Regions from separate parts of the Mus musculus genome. Here regions 1 and 2 are each linked to region 3. A link is a contact called in public Hi-C and HiChIP or PLAC-seq data. All regions are on one chromosome and are shown on one strand. Each heading gives the region's core, a stretch centred on a gene start, on an enhancer-like site or on the middle of the called end of the contact. The rest is flanking DNA. Distances are from core to core; before and after follow the strand shown. Region 1 overlaps Chchd3 (coiled-coil-helix-coiled-coil-helix domain containing 3). Region 2 overlaps Chchd3 (coiled-coil-helix-coiled-coil-helix domain containing 3). Region 3 has its middle 49 kb from the start of Gm32007.

Region 1 (2,700 bases), core at 187-2,686, 280 kb before region 3:
TTCTGAGTTGCTTGTGGTTCTTTGGTAGGGCTGAGGTCTCAGCATGTGTATTGCTGTCCCTACTCGTCTTATGTTTAGGCAGTCCTGTTGGGGAGACGTTATGAGTATAGCTCTTGACATTCATAGATTAATGAAAAACAGAAAGAGGCCTTGAGTTTGAAAGAGTACAAGGAGGTATATGTATGGGAGGGTTTGGAGGGCAGAAAGGGAAGAGGGAAATAGTATAGTTATAATCTCAAAAAAAAAAACAAAATAAATAATTAAAAAAGATTAGTGGGAATATTTTTTAAAACTAATTAATTTATTTTTTTATTTACATCCTGACTACAGTTTCCCCTCCCTCCTTTCCTGCAGTCCTTCCCCTAATGGGAGTCTTTTGCAAATTGGCCTGCACAGTGTCAGAAACATTTAGCTTACTCTGGGTAAATCATAATGATATATTTAACTTACATACATACCCGTATATCTTAACTTTCTTGTTGCATTTAGTTTTAGGTGAGATATTCAGGTTGACCTCATTGGTCTTGCTCTACCCCATTTCCTTGCCAAAATACTGCACCTCCTGGCAGCTCACAGGCCTGCCTCCTTTTCAGTAGCATGGGCATTTCATTTCATCCTGGAGACTCATGAGTGTACCCTTGCTCATCTTTATTCTTGCTCAGCCCCTACTTAGAGGAGTGGAGAGGTAATGTCACTGCAGCACTGGCTGCTGAAGGGAATGTACATGAGGAGGCTACAGGAGGCAGCCATTGCTGTGTGACAGTAAAGGGTTCTGTAGCTTGAAAGGAAAAAGAATTGGTAAACGTGTCTATGTAAATTACGCCCCCATTCTGGGTTAATTCTATTAAGTCAAGTAGAGATGAGTTAGACGTTGAGCAGAGTTGAAGCAGCATGTTGGGATGTTTTAAGGGAGTGGGTTTTGGTGGTGTCTAGCTTTCTTCCATTTGTCTGTCTATGGAGAACACTCTTTGCTCATTGTATGCTCTACAAATGAGATTAGTTTTGGCACTGGGAAAGCCAAATTATCATGGATTTCTACAATTACAATCTTATCAGATTCACCAAAATTGGGGAAAGGAAGCTCGGAGCCAAAGCCAGGGTCTTAGTGTTGGAGAGATCTGCTTTGTGTGCTAGCTCAGTGTGTCAGTCCTGTAAATCTTGAGTGGGTGACTCACTGCTGCCTTGGTTTCCTCAGGGGAAGAGCTTGTTTTCACAGGCAGAGTGCTGATGGTTACCGAGTCTTTTCTTTCTGAATGAAGAACATTTGGATATGACTGTCCAGTGTTTCTGGGGCTGGGGCTCCAGCTTTGCACGGGTTACTAATTGTGAGATCATGTAGCAGATTCCTTGCCGCGTGAGGGAGTGAGCAGGATAGTAATGCTCAGCTAGAGGTTCTCTTCAAGGTTGTATTAAAGGTCGGCTGTGCCGGCTTTCCCTGATCGTTCATTCGGAGAACCGTCTCCTAGCTGTACAGCTTGTGTATTTACTCTGCGTCTGCCCTCAGTTCCTCAGGGCTGTGGAGGTTTCTGTGGATGGAATGCCTGTTCTGCAAGCTCAGTGACGCTAGTTGATTTCCTTTGTCCTTAGCTGCACCCATTTCTAATTCTAAAAGTACCAATAGGAGAAGTAAGATGTGGCTCTTTTTTTTTTTCCTTAGCATCATTTATAACTCATTAAAACTTAACTTAGCCTTTCGTTGGACAGTTATTCCTATTTATCCAAAAAACTTTAAATTTGGTGTTGGTGCTAAATTGTTGATTATCGTGCATTTCCATTCTTGGCTTTGCTTGCTCGGAAAATGATTTTCAGCAGGTTGTCTAGCCTCTGCAGGTCTCAGGATCTGTGCTGCTGCAGTGTGCTGCTGTATGGAGAGGCACTGCCAGTGTGTCTGGCAGTTTACTATATGGTTTTCTAAAGGAGATAGAGGTGGGTAGCAGAACTTGCCCACTCTGCTGGTGTAGGTTCTGAGATGAAGACAGTACTGCAGAGCACACAAATAATTAAGCTTGAGGATGAAATCCTAGCACTTAAGAGGTAGAGGCAGAGGATTAGTAAGTAGCTCAGGATTTTCCTCTACTACATAGTGAGCTGGAAGCTAGTTTGAGCTTCATGAGTCCCTGCCTGCATCGTCACTACCATTTTTTATGTGCATAAGGTAAATAGGATGCAAGGGTTGAGTCCATCAAAGAGCAAGCTAAATAGGGGGCTCTACAGAGATTTCTGGTGAACAAAATGCTGTCTGAAGCTACATATTTATTATTTTTCTGTTTTTATTGTTTTGAGAATTTCGTATCTGAGTACCGTACTTACATTATTTCTCCCCCTTTAATATCTCCAGTGTCTTCTTCATGGCCCATTTTCCTTTAGTTCTCTCTCTCTCTCTCTCTCTCTCTCTCTCTCTCTCTCTCTCTCTGTCTCTCTCTCTGTCTGTGTCTGTCTGTCTGTCTGTCTGTCTCTCTGTGTGTAGGAGCTTGTTACTGGGAAGACTGATTTTCCTTCTCTCAGCAGTCATTGCCTGTAAGTCTTTCTCTGGGGGTGGGGGTGGGGTGGGAGTCGGGGTGCGTGGAGCCTTGTGAGCTTTCCTGCATCATATTGTCCTGTCAACTGGTGTGCTCATTGTTCAGGCCTTTTCTAGGCAGCCATATTGTTGGGGTTTCACAGGGGCAGCTTCCTTTTCTCATGTAGAAGATACGATCTTGC
Region 2 (2,700 bases), core at 190-2,689, 340 kb before region 3:
ATGAGAGTGTGCACCCAAGGCTGGAGGGCGTATAGGAAAGAAAGAAGCAGGGCAGAAGTGTGACTTGCCATGAAGGCATGTGGACTTGAGGCAGACCTCCAGGAAAAGGGATCTGAGGGCTCGTAATATGGCAGGTACCCCCTGTAGAGTCAGTGATAGAGCAGATTGATTCTGATGAGGTTTGGGGCCTAACCAGTAGGGATAGGCTGGAGAAGATAAGGAGTTTCATTTCGTCCAGTGTGGTCCTGGCAACTACTGAAGAGTTCCATCTAATTCTAAGGTACAAGATTAGGACATCTCATTAGTTGCTTCCTTCTTCATGAACTTCCAGATGTTAATAATAAAGCTTTTTTATTTATTAAATGGTTCTTATGGTTAAAATTAAAGTGATTCTTTTCATTGATATTTTTATATTTAACAAAGAAATCAGGGTGGCAAGAATATGTATATTCTACCATTGTGTAAAATAAGATCATTTTCCTGTTAAGTGAAAAAAAAAAGGCTTTTTTTTTGGTCCTTATTTGGCACTGTAAGGAAGAAGAAAAAGAATAGAAATGTCCTCAACTGTGTGAAGCCGTGAGGGCTTTAACTGTGTGGCACTACGGGTTTTAACAGATGAGTTTTGAGCAGGTGAAGTAAGACGAGTTTATAATGGAGTGGTTTGAATGAACATGGTCCCCATAGGCTCATGTGTTTGAGTGCTTAGTCCTTAGTTGTGGAACAGTTTAGAAAGATTAGGAGGTGTGGCTTTGTAGGCGGAGCTGTGTCACTGGGGATGGGCATTGAGGTTTCAAAAAACCAAGCCCAGCCAAGTCTCGCTCATTCACTGCCTGCTACTTGTGGGTAGATATGAGCTCTCAGCTGCTGCCCCAGCTCCATGCTTGCGTGCGTGCTGCAGTGCTGCTTGGTTGTGTGCTAACCCTCTGAAACTGTAAGCAAACCCCACTGAAATGCTTTCTTATGCAAGTTGCCTCAGTTGTGGCGTTTTTTTTCCCAGCAGTAGATCAGTGACAGAGACAAGTGGTTTCTTGGCAGGATAAGGAAAGGGTGGGTTGGAAACCACATGGGAAAGGGTCTGTTTTATGCTCTTTGTAGATGTAGTATAGTAAATCCTGGGGCCTTGGGACCTGGTGACCTGATAACAAAGCTGTATGGCTGGGTCATGATGATCCTTGCTTCAGTCCTTATCTCCTCATCTGGCCCATTCACCTTGGTGTTGTCTGATTCATTACTCTTGGCTTTGCATTTTCTTCTAAGAAACCAGCAAAAGCTTAAAACCAATTTATCTGAACATACAAGTAAGATGTAAGCCTTTTAATGTAGCAGCCAATCCCTGGCTAGGACATTTATATATTCAGGACAGTCTGAAGACAGTGCAAGAGGGTTCCCACACACGATAGCTAGAGTGCCATAGGGAAGGGAATCACAGAGCAAAGCTTAGTACTTTCTGGAATGTTTCTGAGTCATACTTTGCAGTTGTTCCCTGCCTGGTGATTTCCTGTTAGTGTATTAACTGTTGGCTCTGCTGCTTCTTAGTAAATTTTAAGTGGTCTCTACCTAGAGACCAGCTCTGTGTAATTTACCATGTATAAGTGCCTATAGGTGGCATGGGGACCAGTGGCTTCCTGAGAAGCAGCAGCAGCATGGGGTGCCTGGATGTGAAGATTGAGCGGGAGTAATGGCAGGAGCCACACTCCTGTATCTGGAGTTCTGTCAGCTACTTGCTCATTCAAGGACTATAGGAAAAAGAAGCTATTTTAAGAGAACACCCTATTTTTGTTACAGTAGATTTTGGATACTAAGTCTACAGTGATTATAAGAATGGGTTGTGTTTTCTCAGAACTGTTTGTGGATAAATCATAGAAATTATTAGAGGCAAAAACTGTAAAGTAGGAATTTGTAATTCTGTGTCGAGATTTATAAAATGCAAGACATTGTCTGTATAAACTATTCTTTTGGAGTATGGAGAATAAAGACCAATATATAGAAATGCTATCTGACAAATTTTATATGCCAGTTGTAAAATAAATGCCTAATTAACAATCTTACAGTATTTCTTGGAATTTGACAGATTTTATAGGGCATCATTGGGAAGGCCCAGATCTCTTAGAATAAATGCCCAGTGGAGTTTCAAATGTACATTTTCCTAATGTATGTGGAAATATTCAAAATAAATCCATTCACTTTCCAGCTGTCAGCCAAATAATAGGTTATTGTTGTTGGTGATGTTTTTCTTTTAAAAAACATTTTAAAAACAAGGTGATATGTGACCCAGAATCTTCCTTCTCCCTGTTCCCTTTCCTGTCTCCCTGACAGTCCAGCTGTCGCTGAAGTGCTCTGTATTAGGCCATGTCCCTGCTGCTTGGGTGCAACAGTAACTGTTTATAAGTTTTCTTTTAAACCTGTTCTATCCCTAGGGCTACTCGACACTTTGGTGACAGCTGTCACAGTACTGGAGGATCTTGCAAGGCCTTGGGAGCATACTTGAGACAATTTCCTGGTTCCCTTGAGTGAGTGGATAGTTGATTATGTGCTCTAATTAGCTGGCAGCCAATGGTTGGAGCCTGAAATTACTTGGTTGCAGGTAACATTGATAACACTTTGGTTACTGTAAAGGTGGAAGGTGAAGGAGCATGTTGGCCTCTGTGTGTGTGTGTGTGTGTGTGTGTGTGTGTGTGTGTGGGGTACTGAAGTACATGG
Region 3 (2,700 bases), core at 79-2,578:
ATGAACTTATGAGAGAAAAGGATTACATTAGAATACTAGGGCTCAGTGGGTGGGGGTCATCAGATAGTCATTTCTTGAAATATGCCATGGCAGGTTTACACCACAAAAATAGTGTTTTTGTGTGTGTGTGTGTGTGTGTGTGTGTGTGTGTTGTGTGTGTGTGTGTGTGTGTGTAAAATGAGACTAGCTAGTCTGGCTAGCAATGCCACATGATCAGATCTGCCTATCCCCCATTCTCCCTCCACAGTTCTGGAGTCACATGACCAGCTCTTAATGTGTTTGGGATCTGAAGTCAGGTCTTCATGCTTACACAGCAAGCACTTTCTTAATCAGTATACTGAACAGTCTTCCAGGCATGGGATCTTTTTTATCTTGAGAACTTGTTTGCTATGAAAACCACTCACATCCAGGCTGCACAGCCAGAACAATGAAATTCGAATCTGTGTGTGTCTGAGGTGTGATGATTTCAGAACTCAGGTAGTTTTAAGATTCAGCTAAACTTGGACCTGGGGGCACTTTCTAAGCTAACTCCTCATTTTACACAGCAGGGGGTGGGATCAAAGGTGTAGATTAAAGCTGCCCCCCACTCCCGCAAGAAAACAAAACAAAACAAAAAACCCCACACCCCCAAACCAAAAAAACTCTGGTAGCTTCCAGGGTGATTTCCAGACCCTAGGACAATTCAACTTTCTCCTACAAAGTTAAAGGATGTGCAGCCTCATCTCTGTACCATTTGGCCTCTTTGGCTCTCCCCTCTGTCCCACATTCCTTTACCTGACCCTTCTTGTTAGCTATCAAGCAGCACTTGCTAGGAACTGAGGCTCCACATAAGGCTCCTGTAGGAAACAAGAGTCCCTGCCCTTACCATGCAGAGGAGCAACATTTCCGATGGTTCAGGATTCCTCAAAGTTGGGAATTGGGCCTTCACTCCTCAAAACATCCTGGTCCTTCTGTCCCAGGGAAGCCCCTCATCTGTATACAAAAGGATGGCCAGAGAAGGCAGCGGGCCCTTCTCCTAAGAGGGGATGAGTAATGAAAATACTTTACAAAGTACTTTCACAAGCATGATCTCATTTGGGTTGATGACCCAGGGGCTCCTGAATGGAGAAAGGAGTGGGGGGCTTGGGAATTCAAATTGCATCTCCATTGTCTTGGGAAACCCTTTCCGGCAAATAGGAGTCAGCAAATCCCCACCTTCCCATCCCTCCTTCTCAGTCCAGGAGCATTTAGAACTAATTGAATCACCAGCTCAGCTAATGCAGCCTCCATTAAGACCACAATGTCCCTAGGGAGAAGCCATTGAAGATAAGTAGAAAGAGCCACACCCAACTCCAGGATCACCCCAGCCCCCCACTGCCTTAGTCATCTTAGTGCCCCATGGACCTGCCTGTCTGACCCCTTAGATGTGTGGTGGGAGGGGCTGAGAGCAGGAATAATTTATGTACTCCATTTATTTCCTTATCCCAAGGAAAAAAATGTAATCTTAGTAGAATTGATAGATATACATTCCTAATAGGTGATGTGTTTCTCTTCTTGGTTTTTCTCTTGAAATAAACTCTTTCTCTTTTGGGGAAATTGAATCACAAAGTAAATAGCTGACTGCCCAAAGGTCGGGGGCAGGGGTGGGGGGAGCTGGAAAGGTAGCAATAAAAACTTGGTGCTCTGACTTGTTAACACTCAGACAACAGCAACTTTTATCTGAGGTAGGATGTTGGTTGGGTTTACTTACTGAATTATGCTAGCCGTTGGGTGGGGTTAGGAGATGGGGTTAGAGATGGGGTGAGGGGTTAGGAGAGGGAAGCAATCACAGCAAGACAGGCAGTCCAGGTTCTGGGAGTTGTGGGTCTGATGGCCAGGGTTAGTGTGGGAATGCTAAACTCCTATGTGTAAACGAAGAGAGGGAACTGGTTAACTTGGGTCAAGTGTGCTTTATCTCCCACCAGTGTGTTGGTGTACATGCTGTAGTTCTGTAAAGGCTGAACACTTACCAAGTCCTTCCAGAGCTCTCTTTCCATGCTCAAGTCACCATGACTATATCACCATATACACACTGCACACGGCAGGGCTCCCAGGGCTCCTCTCCCATCCCCCACGCAGCTCTGTGCCAGGGATGAAAGCGTGTCTGATTTGTAAGTTGGCCTTTCAGTTTCACCTGGTCTGTCTGCGCTCCATCTCCACTGTCTGGATTTCCTGGGTGATGATAGAGCAGGCAGCCATCAGCCAAGTCAGTCCAGCGCTGCTGAGGGCCCTGGTGATTAACGGTCAGTGTTTAGGTCAGCGATGAATTCTTTCAGAGAGGTTTGAGCTTTCCCTTTTAAAAAGAGAACAACACATTTGCATGTTGCATCACAGTATCTTTTTCTGAGAAAGATTGAACAAGACAAAAAAAAAGCACACAAAAATAAAAATATTATTTGCCACCACCCAGGAACAAATACTGCAAGTGTTTCTTGCCAACTTTTTAACTAAAATGTGAAACACACACACACACACACACACACACAATACATGTATTTATATTCACACATATATCTACATAAGAGTACAGTCTCCATGATCCAAAGTGTACCCTCTTATCCAGAGTGGCTTTATTTTGGCTATATACCTATATATCTATTGTTTCACCAATAGAAGGGCAGTCTCAGAGATTAGAGTGGAGTTGAAAAATCAACTAGTGATGTCTCGGGTGTTCTTCATTGT

The links. A called contact is a pair of places that touch in the nucleus more often than the background predicts. HiChIP or PLAC-seq counts read pairs in DNA pulled down with a chosen protein or histone mark.
Region 1: a Hi-C map of the N1E-115 cell line shows a contact between it and region 3, with 2.0 times the contacts expected there. The contact joins two enhancer-like sites. A contact is called at or near these places in 1 of 15 datasets of contacts at CTCF or cohesin (the NIH/3T3 cell line) and 1 of 484 Hi-C or Micro-C datasets (the N1E-115 cell line).
Region 2: a contact with region 3 is called in a FOXA1 HiChIP or PLAC-seq map of pancreatic cancer cells. The contact joins two enhancer-like sites. A contact is called at or near these places in 1 of 15 datasets of contacts at CTCF or cohesin (the NIH/3T3 cell line), 1 of 484 Hi-C or Micro-C datasets (the N1E-115 cell line) and 1 of 115 datasets of contacts at active chromatin or transcription factors (pancreatic cancer cells).

Annotation. Positions count from the first base shown.
Region 1 is chr6:32,988,942-32,991,641 of GRCm38.p6, reverse strand. The region is part of intron 3 of Chchd3 (coiled-coil-helix-coiled-coil-helix domain containing 3); the gene reads left to right. Among named protein-coding and RNA genes, the nearest start is that of Chchd3, 70 kb to the left of the region's middle. Within about 2 kb of position 1,436, at least 28 of the 459 cell types and tissues checked have an H3K27ac peak or open chromatin away from gene starts, as enhancers often do. A contact at or near this core is called in the N1E-115 cell line, where this site is marked.
Region 2 is chr6:33,041,825-33,044,524 of GRCm38.p6, reverse strand. All of the region lies in intron 2 of Chchd3 (coiled-coil-helix-coiled-coil-helix domain containing 3), which reads left to right. Among named protein-coding and RNA genes, the nearest start is that of Chchd3, 17 kb to the left of the region's middle. Within about 2 kb of position 1,439, at least 25 of the 459 cell types and tissues checked have an H3K27ac peak or open chromatin away from gene starts, as enhancers often do. A contact at or near this core is called in pancreatic cancer cells, where this site is marked.
Region 3 is chr6:32,705,184-32,707,883 of GRCm38.p6, reverse strand. No RefSeq gene overlaps it. Among named protein-coding and RNA genes, the nearest start is that of Gm32007, 49 kb to the right of the region's middle. Within about 2 kb of position 1,328, at least 13 of the 459 cell types and tissues checked have an H3K27ac peak or open chromatin away from gene starts, as enhancers often do. A contact at or near this core is called in the N1E-115 cell line and pancreatic cancer cells, where this site is marked.